Regions from separate parts of the Gossypium hirsutum genome. Here region 1 is linked to region 2. A link is a contact called in public Hi-C data. All regions are on one chromosome and are shown on one strand. The core of a region is the stretch at or near the end of the contact, and the rest is flanking DNA. Distances in the headings are between cores, read along the strand shown. Region 1 holds the start of LOC107890337 (a long non-coding RNA gene). Region 2 holds the start of LOC107889522 (3,9-dihydroxypterocarpan 6A-monooxygenase).

Region 1 (7,137 bases), core at 325-2,824, 150 kb before region 2:
ATATCATGTAATAGTATATAATCTATCATAATTAGCAATTAAAACTGATTCCAATCAAATTGAGCCAATCCAAGCAAATCGGTAAATTTAGTTATGATTTTGGACTAATTAATTGTTAAATGTATGTATTAATAGTTTTAAAATATATTATTACATTATGTATTACTATATCACATACTACAATATTAGTACATAATGTATTTATTATTATATTGAATGAAATATCCTCTAAGTCCCTATACACATTGTACATTTGAAAGTTAACCCTCCTACTATATTTTATAATGCTATATCATATAATATATAATATATTAATAGTATATATGTATAAGAATTAATGATTAAATATAAACGATTAATATATTAATAGTTTATATATATGGTCTTGGTTTCGGTTTTGAGATTCAAAACCGTTTAAACCAAATTAACCATAATTGCAGTTATTCTATATAAGAAAAATATATAGTAAAAACTCTACAAGTAAAGTTGGTGTGATGACAAATGTTTTATAAAATATAGTAAAATATTAAAAAAATAAATATATAAAAGAAACGAGACACATAGCAAAATTTTAAACCTACTGTGGAATTAAACAAATACACTACTAATATATCAAATACTAACCCTTAAATATAATATATATATATTTAATCCCTAATCCAACCAAACCAAAATCTAATCCCAATTAAAACTTTATTGAAAGCCTAACTTAAATAAAAATAAACCCTTTTCAAATTAAAAATTAATATAAAGATAATAATATTAATAAAATATCAAACATTAATCAATAAAAAACTAAAATTAAAATGTAAATTCTTAAATCATTAAAAATAAATTTATTAGTAATGTTTGTGATAAGTATAACATTAGTTATCATATTATTAAATTAATATATTATGTGATTATATATTTTATATTATTAGTAAATTTAAATTTTATAATATGTTTATTATAAATATATAATTATAATATTAAAAATATTTTATATTCAATTTATGTTTTTAAAAATTTATTTCATTTTATAATTTAACATAGAAATTTATTATTAATTAAGTTCGTTATTAATAATATATTAAATAATAAAATTTTAATATCTAATGCTTATCAACACATTTTCATAAAATAAACAATTATAATTTAATTTTTCATTTTAAAAAATATAATAAAATTGTATTAATTATTAATGTCTATTATGTCGATTCAACTATAAATACAGACTTTTTTAAATTTTGGGTCAAATTTATTTTAGATTTGGGTTAGATCGATTTTAGACTCAAATTCATAGAGATTCATGTTTTTTCATATTGATATCAAACTTTTTCAAATTTAAATCTATTACGGGTAGAAATTCATTTTTCATTCAAATAAACAGGGGAAGAATTTTCAGGGTCAGACCTATATTGCCAAGTATAAATATATACAACTAATTTGTGTTAATTTCCATGAGTCGTCTAAAATTACGGATGGAATTGTTAGTCAACAGAAAAAGCAACACCATTTAACTCTATCACGAATTACTAAATTTAGAAAAATCTGGAATTTCCGCAAGTAAGGGCCCAACCTATACAAACTTTAATGACAACAGTCAACTTTATCATTAAAGGCCCATATGGGGCTTTGGACCCATTTCTGTTGAAAAGTAGGGCATTACCAAAAATAGCAAACTCGGTCACCTCGCTCGCCAACCACTAACCAAAATACAAAATATAAATGCACTTCAATTTTGGAATGGGTTTGGACTTTTGGATCTACATCTTTATTTTGTTATTAAAAAGAAGAAGATATTTTTCACATTGAAGCCCCAAAAATGTCAAAGTTTGCTTTTTTGAGAGGAAAATGGTTTAGCTTCTAGACTGCCCCTTTTTACATAATTGGAGTTAAAATTTTGGTATTCACATCATTTCTAAACTTTGATTATTAGAAAAGAGAGTTACAAACTATTGTAACTTTTAAATCTTATTTAAAATATGAGTTATCTACCCGTGACCTGGATAGGTCTTACTAAATGGTTGAGTGAACAACAAAGGGGTTTCACGGACCCAACTCGCACAAACCAAGAGAAGGTCACGGTTTTAGTTCGCATGCGTTCAAGGAGCTCGCAGAAGGGAGATCATGTGCTCTGCAGGCGACCCAGGGTAAAACATGTGTCCAAAAGGCTGAAGTCCTCATGGAATGTTAATACTAGGAATAGAAAGGATAACGTGCTTCGCAGGTGACCCAGAAAGAGACACGTGTCCAGCAGGTCTAAAACTCGCACGGAGTATCAGTATTAGGAACAACAGTCAATAAAAAACAGTAGGGTCATATCATGAGTTGTAATAGCATATATAAATACCCGAATACTCCATTAATAAGACACAAGATAAAATTACTCAACTAACATTAAAATGTGGATTTAGTTGATGGCATAGAATTTAAAACACAAATAATGGACATTAATTAATGAGAAAGTGCAAAAAGTATTAGTCACTCATAAATAATGTAATAATTTATGATAAATATAATATTAGTTATCGTATAATTTGTGATAAGTATAATATTAATTATCGTATTATTAAATTTAGTGTAATCATTATATATATTCTATATTTATCAAAGTTGGTATGCATACATGAATAAGTACTGAGTACCTTAATGTCCTTAAATTATTAGGAAGACTGCCCCCAACAAATTAAGAACATTTCCCCATTAAGGTAAGCAATATTAGGCAAACCCATGCCTCTTTTCATTCTGATAACCCCTAAATTATTAAGTAGAGTCAATAAAATATGTCCATAAAGTATCAAAAATTGAAAGTGGATTCCCTCTTCATTTCAAACTTCTCTTTAATTTTTTTTATTGGAAACCTAACTATAAATATAAACAAAATAACTTATATAAAGAAAATTTTTAGTGTTTTCATCTATCGAATAGGATGGTTCCAGAATCATGATCTGCTCGGTGCAGTCCATATAATAATATTGAAATTTACTCCCTCCTAACTACAACATTAAAAGCCAAAATAAAAGAAATTTAAAATCACTTTTAAAAAAAAATTTATTGTACATAACGAATTTTTAAATAAATATATATTTATTACATATTTATAAGAAATATTGTAAATATCCTATTGATAAAAACAATAAAATACATTCTTTTAATTTCTTTATTTTTCACTCTTTTTTATTATTTATTTTATAAGATGTTATAAACACAATTTGTTAACCTTAACCATCTAAATACTTTAGGATTTTTTCTATTGTCAAAAGAATCTATAAAACCATTAGTTTATGAAATGAGAAAGAGAAGTCTCAATCTCATAACAAACCTGTTTTAGCCCTCTTGTCTTAACCATAAATGTTATTGGGATTTTGTGTCAAGTGTTTTATATGTTAAAATCGCTAAAGGAAACATGCCCTCGCATCCTCTAGTATAATTCAATGGCTTTTGCTGCTAAAACACTTAAAAATTGTCAATTATTATATGTCAATAAATTTATATAACCAGTTCATCGTATCTGGTATGCTTTCTCCACCTTCTTCTTCTTTTTTTTTTAGATTTTTGGTAAATCTATTTTAATGTTTCTTTATGAAAATTTTTATTATTTTAATATTTGATCAAAGTAGATTTTTTTTTGTTAATGTATGATATTTGAATGATTAAAAATTTCATAATTAAATTGTTGTTATTAAATATACTTGAAATCTGATTAAAATTATGATGGAAAGTGTTATTAACTTACTATCTTGATTAAAGGGAAAATTGATAAGATCTAATTGAGTCTTATTAACTTGTTATTGTTGAATGATTGAATTATACTTTTTAAATTGAATTAAAATTATAAATAATTGAATAGAGTGTCATAAGATTCTATAACATATATTTGTTATTGAAATTTGATATTATGTGCATCAGATAACTTTCAAGCATTATACGCGAAATTTTTTAATTTTTTTATAAATGATTTTACTCTAATTTATAAATGTTATTATGAAAGGAAAGTTGTTTTAGTACTTGTAGCAGTGCTTGTGATAATAGCCATGGCGATGACGATTATGTTAAATATTTTCAGGTATATTTCACTATGATTTATTTTATTATAGCATGTTTATTATAATTGGAGACTAATCATGATAAAAAAATGAACAAATAGATTTTGAATTGAAATTCATGCATGTTTGTGATGGTGATTATGAAAAAAAATAAATCATGTTTTTATACTTGAGATATGAGATTTACCCATGCAACTATTTAATTTTGAAAGATCCATTTAGATTGTGGAATAATTTAAAAGAAAGATATGACCATCGGAATATGATAAGTTTATAATTGGATGTACCAGAAGTTGTAAGATCTCCTATCTAAAACTTGTTATAATTAGATGTACCTGAAGTTGCAAGATTTTAAATTTGTGAGTGAGTATAACTCTATAGTAATTAAGATAAGTTCTCAATTCAATTAATATGGGAAGAATATTACTAATAAGAACTTGTTAGAGAATTTGTTTTAACTTTTCATGTTCCAAACATGCTCCTATAGCAACAGTATCGTGAAAAAGATTTTAAGATATATTTGGAATGTTTACTTAAGCTTGAATAAATTAACAAGCTATTAATGAAAATCATGAAGTCCATCCTACTAGATCTACTTCATTCTCTAAAGTGAATGCAACAATACATAAAAAATTTGAAACATATAATTGTGGACATGGTAGGTGAAACTATAATAATCATCAAATAGGTGATCATAATAATTATTTTCACCACCATAAGTGAAAAATAAAGATAAGAAAAAGAACAAGAATTCCCAAGAGCACCCTGTAGCGACGTAAAAAAAAAATTGGTTTGGGGTCGCTAATTGTGGCAATTTATTGAGAACTTGAAAACTGAAGTTTGATTTGTTTGAAACATAAACTGAAAAACAGAAATAAAGAGGGGAGTCGCCACCGTTCCTTTTTATAGGTATGATCGGACACCTAATAAATTTATTTTTTTTAAAAAAAGAAGGCCGAGTTTAGGTCTACGTTAAAATCAGAGAAAAAGTAGGGCTCGGGAGTCAGTTACGCGCGAGGAAGGTATGAGCACCCTCGCGACGCCCAAAATTGGTATCTTTTAAACATGTGCTGTCTTAATTTTCAAAAATGCTAGTTCAATTTAAATTCCAATCGTGATCCAATTTAAAAGACGAGAACTTTCAATTTTTGATTTTTGAGAAGGATATACCGTTTTAACACGAGCCGACAAATTCCATCCAACATAGCGATGAAATTTACGACTTAACGTTAAATCAGTGTATTGCCTCGATTAGTAATTAAAACATAAAAAATATTCATGAAATAAGAATTTGAAATAAATCAAATATGCAAACAATGACATTTTCAAATGAAAAATATTAACATAATACTAGAGCAGTAGCAAAACAATAATAATATTTAAAAGGGAAATAAAAACCAAACATAAACAAATATAAAGTACATTTAGTAATAATAATATAAGGTAATATATACATAAGATAATATGCAAAAATATAATATATGACATATATACATGATGTATGAAAATATAATGCCTAATAGACATATATATGCAATATTACTAAATATATACGTACTAGATACAAATACACATAGTGTAATTGAACATATACAATAATATTAGGAATACTATGGACAAGGAAAATACATTTATACTAATAATAGTAAAAGATATATATACACCAAATAATAATATAATAAGTAGCAATAGGGAAAATAATAAATACAAAATCAATAATGCAACATACACAAATAATACAAATAAGAAAGGTATATACATACGGATTATAAAATAAATGTATTAAAATTAATAATAAATACAATATGGGTAAAAATAAATATATACATGATATATACATAATGTGGTACTAAGAAAATATATATATATATATAAATAATAGTATTAGAAATCATATAGTATAGAGATATATAACTGATAATATTAAAATATATACATAATATTATATATAAATTATTCATATAATATATATTAAAAAAATTGACTATTAATATGTACTAAAAATATATACGGGGGTAAGCGGCATACACTAATAAATATAATAATAATAACATATACGGGGATAAGCGGCATACACTAATAAATATAATAATAATAACCATGTAATACAATACCAAAAGGTAAATATAATAAAATGATATTAAAATAAAGGTATTAAAAACAGTAATATATATGTATACATCTAACAAGGATATACAGTAACATTAATGATAATAATAATAATAATAATAATAATAATAATAAAACACAAAAGCCATTATAATAAAAATATTAAAATAAAGTAATAGAAACATTACTACATATATATATACATACATGAAGATATACACTAATGTACAATAATAACTATAATAATAATAATAATAATAAATAATAATATTAATATTAATAATATGAAAATAACAAGGATATTTAGCTAAAAAAATGAAAAACAAAACGAAAACAGGACTAAAATTAAACTAAAAACAAAGTTGTGGGGCAGATTTGAAAAGAAAATAAGGAGGAGAGGACCAGATTGCAATATGCGCGCAACATGGGAGGACCGAAAACAGAAATATCCCCAATCATTAAGACGCAGTGCTTGGTACGGGGCTAAATTGAAAACCTCAGAGAATTAGGTGGCCAAATTGCGAAATTATAGGAAAAAGGTAACTAAAGCACTAAATTGCAGCGCACTGGAGAGGTTGAGGGACCAGGGGGACAAATATCCCTAAAAGCAGAAACATACAAATCATAGTTAGTGGCGCCGTTTCCTTTTGACTTTTCAATTTTTTATTTTAAAACCATTTAACCTTTATATATTTTTTTCTGAAAAACTGCTCTCAAACCCCCCCTTTTATCTCTTCCTCCTTTCTTCAGTTAAGGTTTCAATACCCATCATCGCCGGCGGTTCACCGTGCCGAACGGAGAGGGGAGCGGCCACGGGGTAGATCCGGTAAGACTCTTTTCTTCCTTGATTCTTCTAAGCTTTTCTTTTTTCTTTTGTTTTTGATACAAACTTTTTGTACATCCTCCCCCTTTTCGTTTGTTGTTTGGGTGGCTTTTATATGGCCTAATTTTTACATACTTTATTATTATTTTCTATTCTTGCTTCTGTTTTGCTTGT
Region 2 (6,955 bases), core at 3,609-6,108:
GTGGAAATGAAATTCTTGGACAAGTTAGAAGGCTACAAAAATAAGAGATATTACATTATCATTTTGATCATGATATATGGAAAATAAAAGCATTAGCTTGATGCTTACCTTTCTCCTACCTGTTTTCTTCATTATCTCAAATTTTAAATCAATTCGATGATTGGAAATCAAGCCATCCAATATGTAAGCAATGGTGTCATATACCGGCCGGCATGCTTTCTCCTTTAATTTCTAAATAACCTATTGATTTAAATAGATGTATAATTAATGCATAAAGGTATCTTTTAAGACGGAGAAATTATTTTATAAATTATTTTTATCACATCATTTATAGTTCCTACTAATTAAAAATAAATATATATCTTTTTTTTTTTACATTATTCACGATTTCTCCTTACCAATTGTATATATAAAGTGAAAAAAATAATATGTTTATTTTTAATTGATAATAGCTATGGATGATGCTGTAAGAAGTGTTAATAAAATGATTTTTCTTAAAAATAAAATCGTTTCTTTTAGAATTAGTCGTTCATTTTATTGTTGTATAATGATATGGAAGCGAGTAAAGAAATCTACAGTTGTGTGTGAAATAGAAAACTACATATGCAGAACCGTGGTTTCAATTGAGTAGGCATTTCCCCACATCATTTTCCAGGTTTTATTTACAAGTATTTGATTAATCTTTGGAACTATTAAAGGAAGGCTCTATAATTTTTTTTCCCTAATTTTTCTCAATAGGTCATTTCAATGTAATAATTTGTCAACGTATTGTTTTCTTGCCTTGCTGCTACTGAAAGACGCATGAAGTACTAGAGGCCCAAAACTTATAATATAATAATTTCTTGATATAAAAAAAAATCTAATTTGTTAGAATTTGATTTTTCATAAAAGTTAGTCTAATTATTAATAAATGCATAAATTTATAATTTTTTATTAATTTGTTACATATAAATTTGTTAGAATTTAATTCTCATATTTCATAAAAATTAATAAGTTAATCCAATTATTAATTTATTTCATATAAAAATTATTAAGTTAGTAGATGGCTTTGCCTTTGAGACTCATGGACTGAGGATAGTGCATCCATAGATTTTTATACATTGCATTATTCTTTTAAGGAAAATTTTTGATGTACTACTGGTGTATAAGTTTTATTCACCATCAGTAAATAATAATATGACACCTTATCATTAAATAAAATAAAAATAGTAAAAAATTTATAAATAAATACTAATAATTTTATTTAAACATAATTAAATAATAAATAATTATTAAAACTCTATGCCCAAGATCTTAGACCCTAAACGTAAGATCTTAAACTTTTAAATCCAAGATCCTAAATCTAAAAGTTATTAATATTTATTTATAATAGTTATAATATTTAAATAAAATTATTAGTATTTATTTACAAGTTCTCCATATTTTTTTGTTTAACTTAATGATGATGTGTCATGTTATTATTCACTAACGTGGATGAGACTTATGCACCTACAATCAATGTTTTTTAAAGTGGACTGGCGCTCAAACCGATTAGGCCACAATCCGCCAGTCCTACTGGTCTAATTAAAAAATTATTAAAAATTTAAAAAAAATTTAAAAATTCTAACTCAACCATCAATTCAACTAGTTTTAACTGGTTCAATTGAATTCTCAATCTAACTCGTTCAAAATTACCTTTCAAGTCAGTACTCTAGCCAATTTCCAATCTAATCAACTCACCAGCCGGTCTACTACATACAATACATTATTGACTACATACATGAAATATATATCCTATTTTTTTTACTATTTACAATTAATTATTATATTTATTAGTACAAAATATAGATAATTATTATATTTCATAATATCTTCACGATTCATATGTTAATATCTATTTCGCAAATTAAAATATATAATAAAGACAAATAAAATTTTAAGAAAAATGACATGATTATATACTTTGAAGTCTTTTGTTAATCTTTTATAAATTTAATTTTATCTAGTATTATAATTAATCAGATGTATATTATTTATATTTGTAGTTGTGATGAATCTTATACTTGATAACCTAAGAAAAATCATATCACTCCTTCCCATGGCTTTCCTCACTTCTTCCACCCAACTTATTAGAAACTTCCTTGAGCTTTTTTATTCCTTCCATGCAAACCCAGATTCTTACACAACCATTGAAACTTGGCAAAAGTTTTCTTCAAAAACTTCGTATACGGGTCTGTACAGAGCAATAAATCAACTGAGCCATGCATAAGAAACATGACCTGGTTCTCAATAAGAGCCATGTATACGCGTCTGCATTTGGTTGGTGTGGCAAACCAGAAATGAGAAGCCTGATCAGCAATAGCTACTCTGTGTTGGTCGGACATTATGACAATATACCATGTTTATATACTTATCTGAATAGTTATGAGATGTTACTATTTAGATAGCTAGTAGTGTCTATGGAAAGGCATGTAATTTTGCATAAATACAAAGGATACACAAACATACGATGAAACTCTAAAATCATTATTCTATTTTCCTTTTATCTTCCAGCGTTTATATTGTTATATAATTAATTACCGTAATCTCATTATACACTATTCGATGAATTATTTTCGTGAATACAAAATCACAAATAATTATTGAAATTTATTTTATTTGTATGAATAATCTTTAAATAAAAAAGGCAACAAAATTTGCAGAATGGATGAAATGGATGTAATTAGTTAAACTGCAAAGGAATAGTTTCATTCATCTTATTGGTTGTTCATTTTCTTTGGTTATACCCGATGGTCCAAAAAGGAGGAACATATGTGGCAGTTTGAGATACGAACATGCACATCGTAAACTCATAAGACAAAGGAATTTATTGACAAGGCGATTTGGCAATCGCAACAGAAGTAATTCTAAGAAGAAACGAGTTCCATACGAAGCCACACAACAATGGCAGAGCGCCTAGTCATCCCACATTTTACAACTTATAAGAATAGAAAATGTGGACACAATCGACGGTTTACATACATCCTTATTTATACTAATATTGCACTTTCTACTACATATTTAGATGTAGTCCAAGCATGTCTGCAAGGAGAAAAGGGTGGGTATCGGAATACTCATAGTGCTGGAAATGGAGATAGCCTTGTGACTGGGTGACAAACCAATGGATGAGCTCTAAGAAGAGTCATTCCAGCTTTTTCCTCCATATTAACAGTGCCATTTGCTCCATCTCTAACCTTCCAATCAAAGCATTGTACCATTATGCCAAGGACTGTTGGGACAACCTGTAGTGCCAGCGAAGCTCCAGGGCAGCTTCTTCTTCCACTCCCAAATGGCAACAGGCTGAAGTGTTGTCCCCTCACATCCAAAAACTGGTTCTTGCCTTGCCTCCACTCTTCACTAAGAAATCGTTCTGGTAAGAACTCAAGGGGGTTCTCCCATTGATTGGGGTCCCTACCAAGAGCCCACACATTGACAAAGAGCCTGGTACCTTCCGGAATCTCATAACCACCAATGACACAATCTTCTGTTGACTCTCTCACAACTAATGGTCCACCAGGATGAAGCCTTAATGTTTCTTTTACTATAGCTTGCAGATATGGGAGGTTTGATATGTCAGATTCTTCCAGTATTCTGTTCCTTCCAACCACAGAGTCAATCTCCGTTTGTACTTTCTCCATCACATTTGGGTGATTAATAAGCTCTGCTATTCCCCATCCTATTGTAACCGAGGATGTATCCGTCCCAGCCCCAAAAAAATTCTGAAAAATTCACGTTATGTCATCGTCTATCCTCTACTACTAACAGTTGATAATAGCAAAATATAACTAGAATGGTTAATAATTTTTCATGGTCAAACTAAAATATGGCTATGTTACGTGCATGTAAATGTTATTTGCACAAAATATGCATCTAAGTCAAATTACCATAACGAATGCTTTTACATTCTCTGCGGTCAATTTCATCTCAGCATTTTGGTCTTCTGATATTCCGATCAAAATATCAAGTACATCTTTCACAGTGTCAGCTGCAGTCGATTTATTCTTCTTTCTTGCTTCCTTGTGTTCCAATATGATTTTCTCCATCAGAATATCATATCTATCTCGAACATCCTTGAGCCTTTTCCTAAACCCTTGCAGATCTAAATTTTTACAAAACCAAAGTAAATCCGATAGATTAAACTTTGTGCCAAGTTTGTTCATCTCTTTCACTATTGTCTGCACTTCATTGGCTTCATCTTCTTTATCTGAACACCTCTTACTAAGTAGCATTCTTGATATTATGTTGTTGGTCAGCCTCATCAGTTCCACTCCAACATCAAGTGCTTCACCTGTCTTAGCTTTGTCTTGTATTAATCTTACAAATCTAGTCATCTCCTCACGTCTGACGGGAAGGAGTTGGTCCAAGGTTCGAGTCCCCAAAAGTTCAGACATGCAAAGTTTCTTCATGTACTTCCAAAGGGGACCATAAGGTGCCATGGCCATATCAGCAGTACCATATGTAAGGTAATCAAGATTGACCATTTTTGGGCGGTTTAAGAAAGTAGTTTCATGGTTTTTAAATACTTCTTTTGCGGTTTCTTGGGAAGACACAAGCAGACAAGGCTTTGATCCGATGTAGAAGTAGACCAAAGGTCCAAAGCGGTCTGAAAGTTTGTTAAGAGCTTGGTGAGGTATGGGGCCAAGGAGGTGCATGTGTCCAATAACTGGAAGGGCACGTGGGGTGGGTGGAAGATGGGGTTTTTTCCCTCGTGAGTTGCTAAGGATGGCTCGGAGAAAGAAGATGGTTATGAACCAGATAAGGAAGAGAAGAATGTATTCTTGTGAATCAACCATGTTTGAACAGTAAGAAAAATATATGCAAGTTGCAAAAACTGGGGTTTCCTGCATATTCTTATATAAGGTCCAAATACAGAGTTGTTCTATCAAAATCATTTTGCAGCAGGAGAGCAAGGGGACCACAATATATGAATGCTTCCATTGTGTAACAGCACTATTTTGCCCGGCCAACGCCCAAATTAGGCAACCTAAACAATATCCAAACAGTCCATTATACAATCCAAGTTCAAGTCCAATAAACCCAAACATATTTTACAAAAAATCAGACCCAAAATAAACATGGCTCAATGGCCCAAAATGTTAAACATTTTATCCAAATTCACTTTAAATATTTCATTAATTTTTTATCCAAATTCATCAAAAAATAGAGTTTTTTTAAAGGTAATGTTCTGCATTTGGAAATTTAAGAAGCCGTGCCCTAAGGTACTAGGTTTTGATTTTTCCTCGTTTAACCTAAATAGTGGAATATCCTTTTAGAACCAAATACATAAGTTTTAAACCAAAAACCTTATTCTCGAGAATTCGAGGTGTTGTGTCATAACTTACTAGATGTGATATTTTGTTACCTCGAGATGAGATTTTTAAAATAAATGCAATATTCTATATTTGGAAATTCGAGAAATCTTGCCCTAACTTATTGGGTTTCGATTTTTTCGCGTTCAATCTATATAACCAAATATCCAGTTTTAAATAAAATTAAAAGGCAAGCTTATCCTCAAGGGTCGAGGTAGTGTCCCAACTTACTAGATGTGACATTTTGTTATCTTGAGATGAGAAAGTCTTTGGCATACGTTTTAATTTACCCAAACGATTTTTAAGTAAATATTACCACAAAGAGGGATCGTATTTTAAACTCTCTTCAAGTTTTTAATTTTCGACACTAAGATGTTAATTAATCAACTAGGTACCAATTTTGGGCGTTACGAGGGTGTTTATCCTTTCTCGTACGTAATCGACTCCCGAACCTGTTTTTCTAAATTTTTTAGGCTAAAATCGTTGTTTTAATAAATTGAACCGTTATATTTAAAACAGCCATTTTACGAGGTGACCCGATCACACCTCATCAAAAAGGATTGGTGGCAATTCCTATTTTTTCATTTTCGAAATTAAGTCGACTTTTTTTCAAAAAATAGTTTCGACACATTGAATCACTGATATTAAGTGAGAACTTTGAAACTTGATGATAAATTACTCCTTTTTGCAGTGTTTGAATATTTACTGAAGTTGATCAAATTAATTATATTCCCTATACTCATAATCACAACAAACATACAAACATGAAGCGACTCCACAAATTTAAATTGATGGTCCCAATATTATGTTTTTATTTTATGGGAGGATGCATGTATATTTCTCCTACCATTTCTCTTGTTTTCTAATGGTCCCCATATTATGAGCTCTTCCTCCTCTCCGCCTAGCTTAATTATTATACTTATATCTTTAAATTTTCATGAAGTCACAATGGAAAATGGACCAATATGTAAACTATGGTGTCAAACATCGGCTGATGCTTTCTATCTTAATTTTTAAAAGTTGCCATTATTTGATAAAATAGGTAAATTTCTTAGTCGATATTTTTTCTACATTTATAATAATATTCATACTAATTAAATTAAGGCTCAATCCGTTATTATAATAAAGGTTTAACTTCAAGAATTGCTTCCTCTTTACATTAGAGGAATTGATAATAAAAAGTTATAATAAATTTTCTAATTATAATTAAATAATTATATAACTTACTAATTAAGTATCTAATTTATATATATTTTTATAAATACAATCATTTTAATTTTACCTAATAAAAACATATTTTTATATTAAATATTACAATTTTAAAAAAATTAACTTACAATTAAATCATCAAATTTACGTTTATTAATTATTACATCAAATTAATCAATCAAAATTTATAATAAAATATTATAATATTTATATTTTAAATGATTTATGAGTAAATGCAAATAATAAAAAAACTAAAATAGTGAAAATAATATATTTATACTCTAATGACATTACACTTCAATTTTTATATTAAATTTAAAATTAAATTTTTATGTTAATGTAGCATAATGAATGTATACAAAATTAAGATAAATCAATATATTACATAATTTAATAATATATATCAAGTACATAACGAA

Evidence for each region. A called contact is a pair of places that touch in the nucleus more often than the background predicts.
Region 1: a contact with region 2 is called in a Hi-C map of leaf, with 2.3 times the contacts expected there. The contact joins the enhancer-like site here to the promoter of LOC107889522 in region 2. A contact is called at or near these places in 3 of 34 Hi-C or Micro-C datasets (fibers and leaf).

Annotation. Positions count from the first base shown.
Region 1 is chrA09:71,287,033-71,294,169 of Gossypium_hirsutum_v2.1, reverse strand. LOC107890337 (a long non-coding RNA gene) reads left to right here and starts at 6,842. Exons shown (of 2, transcript XR_005901169.1): 1 at 6,842-6,966. Within about 2 kb of position 1,574, at least 4 of the 9 cell types and tissues checked have an H3K27ac peak or open chromatin away from gene starts, as enhancers often do. A contact at or near this core is called in fibers and leaf, where this site is marked.
Region 2 is chrA09:71,140,279-71,147,233 of Gossypium_hirsutum_v2.1, reverse strand. It overlaps LOC107889522 (3,9-dihydroxypterocarpan 6A-monooxygenase), which reads right to left and starts at 4,858. Exons shown (of 2, transcript XM_016813965.2): 1 at 3,903-4,858; 2 at 2,706-3,737. The coding sequence starts at 4,811. The coding sequence ends at 3,093.